2 separate regions of the Sus scrofa genome follow, and region 1 is linked to region 2. A link is a contact called in public Hi-C data. All regions are on one chromosome and are shown on one strand. Each heading gives the region's core, a stretch centred on a gene start, on an enhancer-like site or on the middle of the called end of the contact. The rest is flanking DNA. Distances are from core to core; before and after follow the strand shown.

Region 1 (3,348 bases), core at 57-2,556, 560 kb after region 2:
CCCTCTTTGTGACTCCTAAGAGTCTGAGCACCTACGGGATGAGTGGAACCGCACAGTGTTCGTCCTTGTGTCTGGCTTACTTATCTGTGTGGGTCAGAATGACCTTCCTTTTACTTACCCCACGGTGTGTCCATCCCTCATTTTGTTTATCCCTTCTTCTCTCAATGGACGTTTTGGTTATTTGGTCTATTGTGAATAACGCTATGAAACTAAGTGTACAAGTAACTGTTTGAATCCCGGTCTTCAATTCTTTTGGGTACACACCCAGAAGTAGAATACTGGGATCGCATGGAAACTCTACGGGTAATGTTTTGAGCAACAGCCGTCCTGTTTTCCATAACGGCGGCACCACTTTACATCCCCATGGGCCGTGCACGAGGATTTCCGCTTCTCCCGTCCTCACCAACATTTGTTATGCTCTGTGTGTGTGTGTGTGTGTGTGTGTGTGTGTGTGTGTGTTTTAGACAACAGCCATCTTAATGGCTGTCGAGTGGTATTTCATTGTTTTTGTCTGCATTTTCCTAATACCAATTATTTTTGAGCAGCATTCATCAAGCCCTAACCCTTGTACCCTACTCCTTTCCTTTTTTTTTTTTTTTTTTTTTTTTTTTTGTCTTTTTGCTATTTCTTTGGGCCGCTCCCACGGAATATGGAGGTTCCCAGGCTAGGGGTCAAATCGAAGCTGTAGCCGCCGGCCTACGCCAGAGCCTCAGCAATGCGGGATCCGAGCCGAGTCTGTGACCTACACCACAGCTCACGGCAACGCCGGATCCTTAACCCACTGAGCAAGGGCAGGGATCGAACCCACAATCTCATGGTTCCTAGTCAGATTCGTTAACCACTGTGCCACGACGGGAACTCCCGCCTTTCCTTTTTTAAAGCAAGTAACACCGTCAGTAACCAAATAACTCAGACTCTTCGCAGTAGATTTTCCCCTTAGTCTATGGAACTTCACCCCCCACCCCCAAAAGGCACTGCATGCCCAAAGAAAAAGTTTCAGTTATCATATAATTTCACAGTACATAAGGTAACGCTGCTTGGATCCCTCCGCTAAGGTGTGATACGCCATCTACTGAAGTGAGAAGAGTAACCCCTTTTTACTTCAAGCTGTTATCCTGCACACAGAGCAAATGAAAGATACTGGAAAACCTCTAATGGATTCAAGGTTCTTTTGACCTTAGCTTGAAAATAAAAAAGAATTAGAAATTATTTTCTTGCTGGTTCAGAGCCAAAGACTCTTGGCCAGAACAACTCTGTGGAGTTCCTTTCAGCTGAATGTGAGGCTGAGCCTCCAGTGGAGGTCCCCGGGAGCTGAGGCCATGGTGAACCCAGCACCTCTCATCCGCTGGGCACCGGGGACCGCAAGGAGGCTGTCGCCTTGAACTGGATCCAGTTTAGAAAAGGTGACTGAGCATGGAGCTTAGGGAGAGTTTCCTCTCTCAGCCCGGCAGGCAGGGCGTGTGAGCTGTAACCTTCCTATCGGTTTATTAAAAACCAAAAAAAAAAAACCCCAAAAAACAAAACCCTGATAGAAGTCAGCACATATTTTAAAACATTTAAGTCTATTGTTTCCTTCTTGGGGGAAAAAAAAAAAAAGTGCTAAAGAATTTTAAGCTTTTCTAGCAGCACCCTAACTCATAGCCAGATTAAATTTCTTTCCTTCATAGATTCCCTGAGGCATCATTATAATGAAAAAGTAGGCACCAGAAAAACACTTAACCTAGTCGTGTCTGGAAAAAATTTCACTTTTTGGATGACCCGTGTAAAAATCTCCACACATTTTACTCTATCACAGCTCTGCAAGCCAGTCTCATCTCCAGTGGATACTAGTGAACTACTGCCCTCTAAAGGTCATGACCTCAGGCATCCGTTGAGTGTTTATCATCAAAAACAAGACTGAAATAATACTGGCGGCTGTTTTCAGAAGTCTGAGCCCGAAAGCTGCAGAAGGGCCCCTCGTGCTCCCCTCTGCAGATTTACTCATGAGTTTTACTTATTTAATCTTCTCTATTGTCTATTGCTAGGTTGTTAGAACTCCTCTCTCTTTGGCCTCCTTATCTCTTGGGTTTTCTCATCCATTCTGGACTAATCCTTTTCTTCCTTCTTCCTGTCTTCAGCCAGGAGAGGAGATACACATTAATAGGGTTTTGAGGGTGACCTAGGATGGGGGTGATGCTATCATTTAATTTAAGTTCATTGACTGCCTCCCTCAACCGAAAGGACTGTCATATTTGCAAATGTCTCCTCTGAGCCAAGACCAGGGTTTGGCATGTATTAGGCTGCTGATAAATTCTTAAGTAAATTGTTTCTGTAAGACATATAAAATGTGGTTCCATTTTCTTGTACTTTTGCCATATAGTTATTTACTTACCTGTCTTTGTAGGCTTTTTCTATTCAAAGGTCACATTGGGTTTCTTCTTTTTTCTTCTACTACCTTCAAGTGCCTCAGTCTTCTCTCCTCTTCAGATCTCTGTTTCAGCTGATTCCTTGCTTTGGCATTCCTTACCCTGTCTTATTTTCACATTGCCTGAGAGTCTCCTGGGCACCACCACACTTGGTAACCATTTCTGATTTGTAAATTTGTCTGTATTGGCCAGCTTCCATTTCCACATGGTTAAATAGGCAAGCAGCTCAGTTGTAGACTTCCCCTCTAGAAGAAAAAAAGTGAAACAGATACAGATGAGAACAGAAAAGAGATTAAAACCTCTTAAACATAGTATTGCCTGGGGAAGGCCGCGCGTCTATGGGAACTGACTCTGACACTTGAAATTAGATGTTGAAGGACATGAATATGATTCATGACATGGTCACAGAGTTGCTTAGCAGTGAAACACTTTATCCTAGGACACCTTGTATTTTTCAAGAAACTTCCTTTTAGATTTCTTATTTTGCTTTTCACACCGGCTCTGTGTGGTAGCTACAACAGGTTCAAACATTCTTCTTTCACGGTAAAGGTACTGAACACAAAGACGTAAGTGTATCTCCTCCGTGGGCAGCTGGTATATTGCCTTATGTGCAGTAAATATTCACCATAGCCTCCAAAGGTTTGTTCATATATCAACAAACAGTGGTTTAGCTCTCTTGTCATACCAGGTTTCTTGCTAGGTGTTGTGAATATATATACACAAAAACAAATAAACACATTATCACTGGCTCTTAAAGTGATCATAGCTTATAAGGAAATTGATAATAATAATGACATCATAAGAAAGCTATTCAAACTACTATTATTCATTACATTTGTTGTTGAATACGGTGGCTGTTTAGGGAAATCATAAAGATTTTGTTGTTGGGTTGCAGGTGGTAAGGAAAACCCAAGTTGAAAGCTGAGAGAACAGTGTGCAAGGC
Region 2 (3,601 bases), core at 79-2,578:
CGTTGCCCCACTTCATGCCCGCCGCCAGGAACCACGTGAGCGACAGGATCACCCACCAGATGGAGCTGGCCATGCCGAAGAAGTAGACGAGCAGGAAGACCACGGTGCACAGCGCCGGGCCCGTGGTCTCATAGCGCACGTGCTGCTCCACGGCGCCCAGCTCCTCGTACTCGCCGCGCCCTCCCGGGCCGCCCGCGCCCGCTCCCGCCGCGCCGGCTCCCGCCGCCGCGCTGCCCGCGCCGCCCGCGCCGCCCGCAGCCCCCGCACCGCCGCTGCACGCCACCTTCTCGTGGCCCGCCACCAGGCGCACCAGGTAGCCGACGGACACGAAGAGGTAGCAGGCCGAGAGGAAGATGATGGGCCGCTCCGGGTACTTGAAGCGCTCCATGTCTATGAGGAAGGTGGAGACGGTGGCGAAAGTGGACACGAAGCAGAGCACCGACCACAGGCCGATCCAGAAGACGGTGAAGGCGCGCTCGTCCTGGCTGAAGAACGGGTTGTGGCAGGGCAGCGCGCAGTTGGCGATCTGGCCGGTCTTGACGCGGTTGTAGAGAGGGTGCCGCTCGCTGGACACGCTCACCATGGGAGCGCGGCATTGGCAGCCCGGCTCGCAGGGCGCCGCGCCGCCGCCAGGGGGCCGCGCCTTCCCGCCGCCACCACCGCCGCCGCCGCCGCCGCCGCCGCGCGCGGGGGGCGCAGCCGCGTCCCCGCCGCCGCCCCTGCCGCGGGACGGGGGCCGGGCCCCCGGCGGGCGGCCGTGGCCGCTGCCGGAGGGCGGCTGCTCTCGGGCGGCGGCGGCGGCGGCGGCGGGCGGCGCGGTGGGCTGGGCGCGGCCGTGGTGAGGTCGGTGCGGTTGTAGTCCATGCACAGCGTGTCGGGGTTGCCCTGCTCGGGCAGCCGGTCGCAGCGCATGCGGTCAGGCCAGGCGAAGCCGTACTGGCGCATGAGGGGCGCGCAGCCGGCCTTGGCGCGCTCGCACACCGAGCGGCAGGGAGGCAGGGGCTTCTTGTAGTCCTCCAGACAGATGGGTGTGTACATGCTGCACAGGAAGAACTTGAGGTCGGGCGAGCACTGGATCTCCACCAGCGGCCAGAATTGGTGCACCTCCAGGCCCGCCTCGTCCTGCGTGTCGTGGTTGAACTGGTTGGGCATGTAGGTGTAGTTGTAGCCGATGCCCTTGCACAGCGGCACGGTGATCTCCTGGCACGCCAGCTCCTTGGCCGAGGCGGCCGCCGCGCCGCTCGAGCGCTGCAGCAACGCCAGGGCGGCCAGCAACGAGGTCACTTCCAACAGGTAACCCCACTCCATGCTGCGCGCCTCGGCCCCGCGCCCTCGCCCTCCGGGTGGCGCGCGGAGGGGCGCCGGGGATCCTTCGAGAGCGCGGGAGAGGAGAGCGGGTGCCCGGCCGGGCTTTCTCCTGCCTCTCCCAGGAGGGGCTCTCCCGATAACCTAGTCCCTTCTCGGGACGCGTCCGCACGGCGCTGCGGGAGAGGAGGGTGGCTGCCGGAGGGCGCCCGGGTCCGCGGGTCCACCCCGCTCACTCCGGCCAGGGTCAGCCCTTGCGGGGCAGAGTGACCGGCCCCCAGCTCATCGTCTCTCCCTTGCTCGCTTTCTCCGCACTCCGGTGACTTTGCCGGGTACCGAGGGCGGCGGCGCAGCAAGTTTCCTCTCGGGCCGCGGTGCGCAGTCAAGATGGCTGGGCCAGGCCGCTCCGCGCTGGGTCAGCCCCTGCGGCCCCTTTTCGGCGTCCCGGGGCTCATGCTTGACCCCAAGGCCGCGCGGCTGCCGCCGGGGTTCGGAGCCCGCCTCCGCCGAAGCCGCCGCCCTCTGTCCCCTGCTTCGGTCCGTCTGTCCGCTGCCGGGATGACGGGCCCCGCCTCCGGTGGAAGTCCGCGCCGCGCTCCGGCCAGCAGTCGGGCGAGGTGTCGGCGGTCCTCTTCTCGCTGGACACCCGGAGCCAAATCCAGGCCGGAAGGCGGAGCGGACACCTGAGCGGCGCGCCCGCGCCCCACTGTTGCCGCTGCCGCCGCCTCCGCCGCCGCCGCCACCTCCGCCTCCTCCTCCTCCTCGGCGGGAGCAGCGCCCCTCGCCAACTTCCCGCTCCGGCCCCGCTGCGCCCGGGCCGGCTCATGAATATTTATACGGGGCGGACTCGGTCTCCGCCCGCGACCCGCGCGCCAATCCCGGGCGCGGGGCGGAGTCTGCGCGCTCCCCAGGCCCAGCCTTCCTGGGGCGGGCCCGGCTGTTCGCGCCGCCGTGCACGCCGTCTGCGGCCAGAGTTTGGGTAACCTTGGGATTGACCGCAGACACTGACGCTTTGCCACCACGGTCCCCATCGTGCTCGATGTGTCGAAGTCGGGGTTCCATTTCCCCGAGTCTGCGCTTAGGGACTGGGGACGAGCCTTTATGCAAGCGCGACCTCGGAGGCCCGTTTCGAACTAGTCAAGCCCCTGCTTTCTCCGTCCCCCAAATGTGGGCGACCTCCTGGCAGCGGGACCACCCCCCACTCCCCCAGCCGGCCAGTGAGCGGGGGCGTTGCGGGGGACCGAGAAAGGGATGCCTTTCTTGGGGTTCTCAGGACGATGAGAATATAGGTGGAATGGAACCGCTGCAGTTGATTCTGGCTGGTGGGGGCTGGACCGGGGACTTCCCGCTCAGTGTCGTGGGGGAAGCCTCAGTTTCCTTACTTGCAGTGTGGAGTCACAGTACAGATCTCAAAGGGGATTCTGCTAATTGGGTGAGATAAAATAGAGACAGCATCCAGATCCAGTGCACTTTCATGAACCATAAATCCCTTTCTTCTTTAAAAAAGAACAAGAAAGAAAAAGAAAGGGAGAAAGAAAAACTTATAAACAGGACAGACTGGAAACTCTGCGGCTGGATTTTCTCTCTTCGCCTCGTGCTTTTGGAACATACATACGTCTCTCCAAAGTTGACATGTTTTTGCCAGAGCCTCCTCCTCCGCCGTGGGAGGCGGCGCCGAGCCCGGGCGCGGACGCGCGGACACGTCTCGGTGGTGTGCCCGGGGCCAGGCGGTTGGGGACGCGGCCAGCGAGCCCGGCCCCCGCCAGCTCGCAACCACCTTAGACGGGGAGGGGCCCGAGGGGCGGGCGGCCTGGCAGGTTCATTTACGCTTGTTAGGACGTTCCAGGGGGTTGTCTTTCTCCTAGAATGGAGTGTTTATTTTTTAATTGATGTGCTGTTTCATTTAGCGCTTGTATGGAACTCACGCTGGGGCTGTAATTACTGTAATCTCGGGAACAAGCATTTCACTTAGCCAGGAGGGTGGCAACAGACGTTTCTCATTCTCTCCCTCTCTCTCTCTCCCTTTCTCTTCCCTCTGCCTTCTCCCTGTCTCCTACCTCTCCTTAGTTCCCCCTCTTTCTTTCTGTTTCCATATTTTTGCTATTTGTCAGGTTTCACAGCAGGAAGGAGTATAGCTAGAAACCCAAAGTCATGGGTAGGGGGGAGCGGGGACCAAGGAGAATGAGAACTAAAGGCATGTTGGAGGCCAGGTCATTTGGTTGGGGGTGGGGGGTAGTGGTGGATGGTGCTGGTAGTTGGTGGTTATATGTCTGAAAACAACTCTTGTCATGAAACT

Evidence for each region. A called contact is a pair of places that touch in the nucleus more often than the background predicts.
Region 1: a Hi-C map of skeletal muscle shows a contact between it and region 2, with 5 times the contacts expected there. The contact joins the enhancer-like site here to the promoter of FZD8 in region 2. A contact is called at or near these places in 1 of 5 promoter capture datasets (liver), 11 of 47 Hi-C or Micro-C datasets (embryonic fibroblasts, epiblast stem cells, heart right ventricle and 6 more) and 1 of 2 datasets of contacts at active chromatin or transcription factors (skeletal muscle).

The regions. Positions count from the first base shown.
Region 1 is chr10:58,650,650-58,653,997 of Sscrofa11.1, forward strand. No RefSeq gene overlaps it. Among named protein-coding and RNA genes, the nearest start is that of FZD8, 560 kb to the left of the region's middle. Within about 2 kb of position 1,307, at least 5 of the 83 cell types and tissues checked have an H3K27ac peak or open chromatin away from gene starts, as enhancers often do. A contact at or near this core is called in skeletal muscle and subcutaneous adipose tissue, where this site is marked.
Region 2 is chr10:58,095,462-58,099,062 of Sscrofa11.1, forward strand. FZD8 (frizzled-8) reads right to left here and starts at 1,329. Exons shown (of 2, transcript XM_021064988.1): 1 at 790-1,329; 2 at 1-787. The coding sequence starts at 1,308. All of the region lies in intron 1 of LOC110255709 (a long non-coding RNA gene), which reads left to right.